Linked DNA regions of Mus musculus: region 1 is linked to region 2. A link is a contact called in public HiChIP or PLAC-seq data. All regions are on one chromosome and are shown on one strand. Each heading gives the region's core, a stretch centred on a gene start, on an enhancer-like site or on the middle of the called end of the contact. The rest is flanking DNA. Distances are from core to core; before and after follow the strand shown.

Region 1 (4,499 bases), core at 1,235-3,734, 230 kb before region 2:
GACAGTTAGCGAGCAGGCATCTGTCACAGGGCCGGGCGCTTTGTACCAGGATGGTGCTGAACTTTTGGTGTATGGTGCATGGTGCTGAACATGATCGAGGGTTTCGACCATGACCGTGGTCAGGGTCATGCAGTGCCTTGGGGGCCCTGGCAGCCTGGATGCCCTGCACTTCTGATGAGTCCCTGTAGGCTCAGAACCCTCTCAGGTGACCTGCAGGTTTGTGTGCCAGTTTTTAGAGCCAGGTGAGAGAAGAGAGACACCCCACTCCGTCCACCCTTACCCTCCCCTTCCCCCTTGCCAAGGCTGAGAGGCCCCCATAGCCACACTGCAGCATTTTTCCTGTAGTTGTGGGAACCCCAACTGCCTTGCATTCCCTGGTTAGTGCCTTCCCACACTGCAGGTCGCTCTTCTGTTCCATTGGAAGTCTGTAAATGTAGGCCAAGTGCGATAAGGAGGGGTGGGGGCGTGGCAGGGGCCTGGCCTTTGTTTTCTCCTGCCTCGCTGACTTGTTTAACTCTCCCTGGGTCTATTTCCTTTTCCTTAGGTAAAATAGGAATGGTAATCACAGCTGCCTCCAAAGTGGGTGGCTTAGAGGATTACAGTAGCTACAGCAGGAGACAGCGCTTACCTCGGAGACTCAGCACAATTCGTCCTCACTAGAGAAAACAAAATGAAGACAGATAGCAGCTCCCATTGTGCACACTGGACCCCTGAACAAAACCTCTTCTGACATTAGAGAAATCTGCCACCCTGGCATCTTGGATGGTGTCCCAGGCAGGGATGGGCACTTACTGTCCCATGCCAGCCCTAGGCAGAGACAGCCGGGGCCCCAGAGGACCCAGGCCACTCCCCATCGGAAGGCTGCAGGCCTGGCTCGGGGAGCTGATTCACATTTTGTCCTGGGAACACTGCACTTGGAAAAACATTATTGATTCTGCGGCTCAGGCTAAGGAGGAAGAAGGACTGAATTCCATTACCTAAAGCATTTATGTGGCCTATGTCTGCTCTATTTAAAGAGGCACTCGGCAATCGTTTTCATTACTGTCTCTTCTGAAAACAGTCACATCTCGGTTTTACAAAGGCAGAAGGAGCTGGCTCAAGAACACGTGGCCAAATAGCAAAAGTTAGAAATCACAGCCCTTAAGTTCCATGCAGATCGTCTCACCAGCCTGCTCTCCCCGAGGGCCTGCAAGGGCCTCTCCTGCTTACAGATAAGTCACCGAACAGTCACCAGGGAAGTGCAGACCCTTATGCTAGGCAACATGACCTTGTTTCCTCCAGCTTAGGACCACGGGTGGACTGAAACTGTTCAACCGAATCTTGAAAGATCCTGGTGCCAGCCAGTCCTCAAGGAGGCTGTTTAGACTTTTTCCAGGATCTGTGTCACAATGCAGAGCTCTGGACAGGGGACTTGGGGTGTGTAGGGAAACAGCGAACTGGCCTTGTGTATCCTCCGTATTCAAACTGTGGCAGAGTATATGACCCCATGGATTTGAGGGAGGAGGAGGAGGTCGGGACTTAAACTGGAAACAAAGCCCTGGTCTAGGCAGTCACTGTGCCTCATCTACGCGTGACACAGTTGTTCCGGACCTTTCCGCACAGTAGCTCTTGGCAAAGACTCCAGGAGGAGTGGTTCTGAGCATTGTTCCATCTTCATAGGACCTAGGACGTAGGTACAGATAGCCCAGCTCCAAAGTCTAAGACAGAAGCTTCACCAGGCTTCCCCTGGGCTCCCTCTTGGGACAGTGTGGAATGTGTTGAGTTTTTCCAGATGATCCCAGGCCCAGGCTCTTCACGGAGGAGGCCTGGCCAGCTTCCAGATAATTATAGCTCAGTGCCCGAGCCAGGGCCCTGCTGCCCAAGACCTGGGGACCAAGGCCTTTGATCACAGCAGCGTGACAATCTGTCCTGTTACCGAGAGAAGCATTCTTGTCACGTGACCCTCCGAGATGGGCCAGTTTGTAGAGAGCAGTGTTTAGTGACTGGCTCTCGCACTGCACAGAGAACATGGTGAACCGGGTAGGCTTGATTGCAGAGGGAAACTAAGAAGACAGGTTGTGGCCTCTCAGTTGGTGAAACAGACACCTGAAATAACCCCAGCCCTCAGGCCTGACCCCATAGCTTCCTTGTCCCAGGAAGGAGCTTTATCCGATTCTTGAGAGCACAGCTCAGTTCTCTTCATTATGGCCCCTCTGTGTCCTGAAGCTAGGCCTTTTCTCTCTCCTTTTGAGATATACCCAAGGAGGGGGGTCAGTTATCTGGAATAACTCAAATGTCCCAGTCTGAAGACCACCTGTGGGTCTGGCTCTCCTGGGGTGTTCAGGAAAGGAAGCTAGCTGATCTGGTGCCTTCTGGGATTTGCATGCAGGCATCTGTTACATGTTCTTTAGCTGCTGGGCAAAAACCTCTGTGTAGACACAACCATCTACTAAGTCAGCTTTCAGGACAGGCCTCAGCAAGCCAGCAGCTTGGTGGGAGGCGCCCTGAGTCAGCTCGGAAAGTAAAGCTGACACGCCACCTGACCTCAGAGGTGAGTGTGTCATGCTTTCTGTTCTTCTTATGGCCTTCTCCTGCCTACCGGGGGACTCAGATGAGAGGCTAGGAACCCCTAGAATAGAGCTGGTGGCCACTTAGACACCTTAATATTACACCCGGTGGCTTCCAAGCCCAAATGCTTGACTCTGCCGTTGGGACTCTGCCAGATCTTTTGTAACATTTGAACACAGTCATCGAAAGCACCAGATGACAGAATTTCCCTCAGAGATTGGGAAATTATGATCGGGATGATGGCATATTTCTGGAACCCAGGATGGATGGCTTCCCAGAGGCCAAGAGAAAGAAGGAGGTCAAACTCCCAGATTCCCATCCCTGCTCTCTGGAAGCAGCTCAACCCTTTGTTGTTTTATATACTGAGGCCGGGGATAGAGTTCATTTAAAGGAGAACTCCGCTGCCTCTTATCCTCCCCGCTTCCTGTTATACAGCTTTTTAAAAGAGGAAACACCAAGCCAGGCAGTGGTGGCCTTTAATCCCAGCACCCAGGAGGCAGAGGCAGGCGGATCTCTTGAGTTCAAGGACAGCCTGGTCTACAGAGCAAGTTGCCGGACAGCCAGGGCTACACAGAGAAACCCTGTCTCGAAAAAAAAGGAGGAAAAGGAGGAGGAAGAGGAGGAGGAAGAGAAGGAGGAGAGGAGGAAGAGGAGGGGGAGGAGGAAGAGGAGGAGGAGGAACAGCAAGAGGAAGTAGTGTATTGTTGTGTTGTTTGGTCCTGGGGATGGGACCCAGGGTGTCAGACATGCCAGGCAAGTGCTGTATCACTGAGCTACATTCCCCAACACTAAGAAGTCAAGCATGAGGAAACACTCTGGAAGTCCTTCAGATCTCAGTTGGGCCTCTCTGAATGAGTCTGCACCCGGCAGCTCAGTCTGACTGACCCTGAAAGAAGATTCGTGCTCACATGATCTTCCCCGGCCCTTGTCTTTGTGACAAAGAGAGATCACTATTTGGAATATTAATCCAAAATAATAACCACATATGGGGATCTAACATAGTTCACAGTTAAAATCACATGAAATTAAGGCATAGATTGTCTTCCAACATAGGAGTCATCTTTCTTCCACCAGCCCTGGGTCAAGCCCGAGAAGGAATGGGGGAGACCAGTTCACTTGCTCCGCTCATCTGTGGACAAGTGACCCTCTGGCTACAGATAGACCAAAAGGAGTATCTCAACCTGTTTAGATGGTGGCCTCTTTTAAAGTGAAACGTGAGGCCAGAGCTCCATGCCATCATTGTTGGAGCATTCCCATGGAGGCTTTTGTGCTGTGCCCTGGATGCCCATCGACAGTGCCCTGGCTGGTCCCATCCCTGGGCTCTGCCTCCCGAAGAGTCCTGTTGCATCCAATGACTGTTAACATTTCCTTTCAGCCTTTTCAGGCTGCTGGGTGCGAGCCAAGCAGCAGCTTCGAAGGGTTCATTCACCCCAGAGCGGGGAGCTTTTCAGCGCTGTGAGAAGGCTGTGTGTTTGCAAATCAGCATAGTAGGGCAGAGCTACTGGGAAGCCACTTCTCAGCTCCTCGCACTCCTACTCACTGGGAAACTAACCCTGCCATGTGAAACCTGTCTGGAGTTGTGACACCCTAATGTCACTCATCTCATCTTGTCAAACACCCACCCCTCTGAAGAATGCCACGAGGCATGCATTCATGTTTAAGTTAAAGGTGAATTAAAGTTGGAAAATTACTGGAGGGTTGTCTGGCACTGCGCAGAAAGATTTGGAAATCAGTTCTCTACCCAGGGAAGGCATTTGACCAAACTGTGAAGCAGGAGGAGGTTGTCTTTGATGTTGCGACCCACTCCCACCCTCTCCTCAGTCCCTGCATTCACAGACTGCCTGGGACCTCTCTCACCAAGAACTGGCCCTCCCGCCTGCTTCAGGCCTTGCTCTGGCCTTCTTCCCCTCAGCCCCCCTGTGACCATTCAACCTGGGCACTTCTCCCCCTGT
Region 2 (4,133 bases), core at 473-2,972:
CCCCACTGAACTCCAAGGGTTTCTGTCTGCAGTCTGCATATATCCATCCCTACCAGGGACTTTTTTTTTTTTTGCTATCTTGTAAACAGTATGGTCTGGCCAAGTCCTTCAGATGGCAACTCCCATCTCTCCCAGATTGCTGGGTGGATTTTCAAAACCAATCGGTCCATAGATGCAGACAAAGGGGTTAGAATGTGGACAAGAGTCAGGGCTCCCTACTTGCCAACTGCCCTGAGACCCAGAGAAGGGGCAGATAGAACACCCATCATGTCTGTGTCTCTCCCCTTCCATCCCCACAGTGTAACTGACACAACAGTGATGAAGATGTCCTACAGAAACTCTGGAAACCATGGACCTCAAAGATAGGAAGCTCTCCTCCTTGGGAATGTCATGCTGGGAGAGGGGAAAGCGACCAACCCAAGTGGTCACCTTTCATGACAGTATTGAAGTTTACGCAGAGCTGGTGGTGGGCAGGACTATGCCTTACTGATGACTTAGGCAGAACCTTGCCTTCTTTTTAAGCAGGACCCCAAGATGGACATGGGAGAGGGAGTCCATCTTTGTCCTTCTCAACGTGGTCACATCTCTTTTTTTCTACATTTTACTGTGAGTCTGGCTCTTTTAGTTGTCTTATGGAGAGAGGCTAGCTGAACCTGTTTTGTTGGTACACAAGCTGTGAACCCCAAATTGGGTAACACTACTGATGGGTGCTGTTTTTCAGTCAAGGTAAACCCCTGGGGGGAGGGGCTGCTTTGTTTTTGTTTGTTTGTTTTTTCTTCTGTTTTTTTTTGAGACAGGGTTTTTCTGTGTATCCCTGGATGCCCTGCACTCTCTCTCTGTAGACCAGGCTGGCCTCCTGCCTCCGCCTCCCAAGTACTGGCATGTGCTACCACACCCATCTTAAAGCTGCTTATCTTTAAGAATAAGGCACCCTAACTAGAGTTGGGGACATAGCTGTGTTGGTAGAGTCTGTATCTTGCAATCACAGAACCTGGGCTCAGATCATCAGCAGAGAATAAACCAAGTATGATCAGTCACACCTGTAATCTCAACCCTCTGAGGTGGAGGCAGGAGGATTGGAAATCCAAGGTCATTCAAGGTTGGCCTAGACTATGTGAGACCCTGGGGGGGGGGGGTAACCAAGTGTCATTTGTTTTGTTGTTCTTTGTAGTTTTGGTTTTTCTTTTTTGTTGTGGTTTGTTTTTGAGACAGGATTTCAAGTTGTAGGCAGGTTGGTCCCAAACTCACAGCAATCCTCTTGAGGCAGCCTCTCAAGTGCTGGGATCAGGCCTGGCTGATCAAATTACATTGTTGCAAATATTCTCTGACTGTTCCTGTTTTGTTTTGGTTTGTTTTGTTTTTGTTTTTTTTTCGAGACAGGGTTTCTCTGTATAGCCCTGGCTGTCCTGGAACTCACTCTGTAGACCAGGCTGGCCTCAAACTCAGAAATCCACCTGCCTCTGCCTCCCGAGTGCTGGGATTAAAGGCGTGCACCACCACGCCCGGCTGACTGTTCCGTTTTAAGGACCGAGTTATGTTTGGGGGAAATTTCCTGAAATTTAATGGTTTTTCCAGCTATCAGGGCCTGGACAGTTCCTATGGAGGATGGAGGGCCTCCCCTCCACCAGTCAGGGCTCTATCTGCCCTTAACTTTACACATCAGGCTCTGTAAGAGCAGCTTCCTGATGCTCGTATTGCAACACAAACCAAACCGCAGAGGTTATGACTTCTGTTTCTTCTCTCAAGAACCACCATGTGGAGCAAGCCCCACCCACTTCCTGCTCCCGTGCTGGGCAGCAACTGCCACTTGCTTCAGGATGTGAGGTCAAACTCAGGTCCAAACAATACTAAGGCCACACCCCAGCCCTGCTTTCTGCCAAACAACCCAGCGTTACAAGGAATGGCTGTAAGGAGAGGCAGGCTAGCTGGGTTCACACCTTCTAGAGCCGTGCTTCTCAACCTTTGTAATGCTGTGACCCTATAATACTCTTCCTCATGTCGTAGTGACCCCCAACCATACAAGTGTGTGTGTGTGTGTGTGTGTGTGTGTGTGTGTGTGTGTGTGTACGCACACCAGAAAAGGGAATCAGATTCCTTTACAGATGGTTGTGAGCCACCATGTGGTTGCTGGTAATTGAACTCAGGACTTTCAGAAGAGCAGTCAGTGTTAACTGCTGAGCCATCTTGTCAGCCCCACAAAACCATTTTTGTTGCTACTTCATAACTGTAACTTTGCTACTGCTATGAATCGTAATTGAATTCCTTTCTCTCTTCCTCAGTGATGCAGTATAGGCTAGATTAGACCAGATTAAAAGTAGATAAAGGCAGGTTTATTAGGAGGCAGCTCTCAGGAGGATTCACTGACTTCACAGAAGGGCAATGGAGTCACGCATCCCGTATAAAGCAAGGGGGTTTTATAGAACTTAGGTAAGGAGTGATGGCCTGTCAGTTAGGGGCTGGGATTATGCCTATATATGATCAAAAACTGAGCCCTTGGGTGGGCACTCTTGGGTGGGTTGTCTGAACACTGCGATGAGGAGTAATGACCTGTTACCCTGGAGTTTTCTTCTAGCAGGAGGAAAGGGGTGTTCAATGTGTGGGCTGGGTTGATGGATGAAGAGCTTGTGCAGGGCGGAGCAGGGGTCCCAGGCAAAAAGTACGTAAATCTGTGTTTTCCAGGGTTCTTAGGTAACCCTTGTACAAGGATCATTCGAGCCCTCCCACCAGGGAGTCACAACCCACAGGTTGAGAGCCTCTGTGTTAGACCTTTGAAATGGGTTCATCAGCCCTAGTGTTGGAGCATAAGCCTCGGGTGTGATCCCTGTGTGATCCTTGGGTGTGATCACACACACACACACACACACTGACACACACATGCACATACACATATATACATACACATATACACTGACACATGCACACACATACACTCTGATACACACACACATACACACACAAGAAACAGACAGACAAATGTGATGCAATCTATATTTATGCATGACAATGTCAATTTGTCATCTGAAGTGGAAACTTAAGGGTTCTTTGGAAAGTCAGTTGTTGTTGTTGTTATTATTATTATCTATTATAAATAGATTTGACAAGCAGAATGATGCAGCATTGTGATCTCAGTGCTGGGGAGGCAGAGGCAGGAGCGTCCTGGTCAGCCAGTCTTGCTGACTCTGTGGGCTACACAGGTCCAGTGAGAGACATTTCTTAAGAAAATAGAGTGGAGTGTGGTCAGAGGGGACTTGATTTACTGTATATGAGGGAGTGTTTTACCCACATGTGTGTATGTGTAGCACTTGCATGCCTGGTGCCTGCAGAGGTCAGAGGAAGACATCAAATCCCCTGAGCTGGAATTGCAGATGGCTGTGAGCCATTATGTGGGTGCTGGGAATTGAACCTAGGTCCTCAGCAAGAATAGGAGGGGCTCTTAACCTCTGAACCATTTCTCCAGCCTTAAAATCTCTTTGCAATGACATTAAGAACCTCAAGAAAGGGACCAAATTTTCCAGTAGCATCTACAGAGAGGCTGTATGGTCTTCATATTAATAATTTAAAAGAAAAAGTGTGTGTATGTATGTATGTGTACATGTGTATGTGTGTTTGAATTTGATTCCCTGGACCCACATGCTGGACGCAGAAAATTGACTTTAAAAGCTGTCTTCTGACTGTCACAGGTGTACTGTGGCATGCATATGTTCATATGCACACATACACATGTGCACACAATACACATATACACACATACACATATACACAAACACACATACATATATACACATTCTCATACATAATAAAAATAAATTTAAAGAAATAAAATGAAATAAAAGAATTTAAGAATTGTTGCAGTAAATCTCCGTCCAACCCAATAAGCCCGTGCAAAAAGCACACAACTCAGTTACAATATTTACAAGTTGCATGCCTAGACTGGGCAGATCGACCACTACACTACTCTCTTCCCCAGCTATGAGATCCCTGGCTACTTGTAGCTTCTTCAGGTCATGTGGTTCTGCTCCATCTTCCTTCCACCTCCTCTTCCTCTGTTTTTCTCTTTCTCCTTCTCCTCCTCTCTCTTCCTCCTCTCTAAAACCTCCAGCCCACCTTTTCCTCCCACTGCCCAACCACAGGCT

Evidence for each region. HiChIP or PLAC-seq counts read pairs in DNA pulled down with a chosen protein or histone mark.
Region 1: a contact with region 2 is called in a FOXA1 HiChIP or PLAC-seq map of pancreatic cancer cells. The contact joins two enhancer-like sites. A contact is called at or near these places in 1 of 39 promoter capture datasets (3T3-L1-derived adipocytes) and 8 of 115 datasets of contacts at active chromatin or transcription factors (bone marrow-derived macrophages, cardiomyocytes, embryonic basal ganglia and 4 more).

What each region holds. Positions count from the first base shown.
Region 1 is chr1:182,086,421-182,090,919 of GRCm38.p6, reverse strand. No RefSeq gene overlaps it. Among named protein-coding and RNA genes, the nearest start is that of Gm39719, 7.6 kb to the left of the region's middle. Within about 2 kb of position 2,484, at least 139 of the 459 cell types and tissues checked have an H3K27ac peak or open chromatin away from gene starts, as enhancers often do. A contact at or near this core is called in pancreatic cancer cells, where this site is marked.
Region 2 is chr1:181,858,485-181,862,617 of GRCm38.p6, reverse strand. No RefSeq gene overlaps it. Among named protein-coding and RNA genes, the nearest start is that of Gm33669, 18 kb to the left of the region's middle. Within about 2 kb of position 1,722, at least 164 of the 459 cell types and tissues checked have an H3K27ac peak or open chromatin away from gene starts, as enhancers often do. A contact at or near this core is called in pancreatic cancer cells, where this site is marked.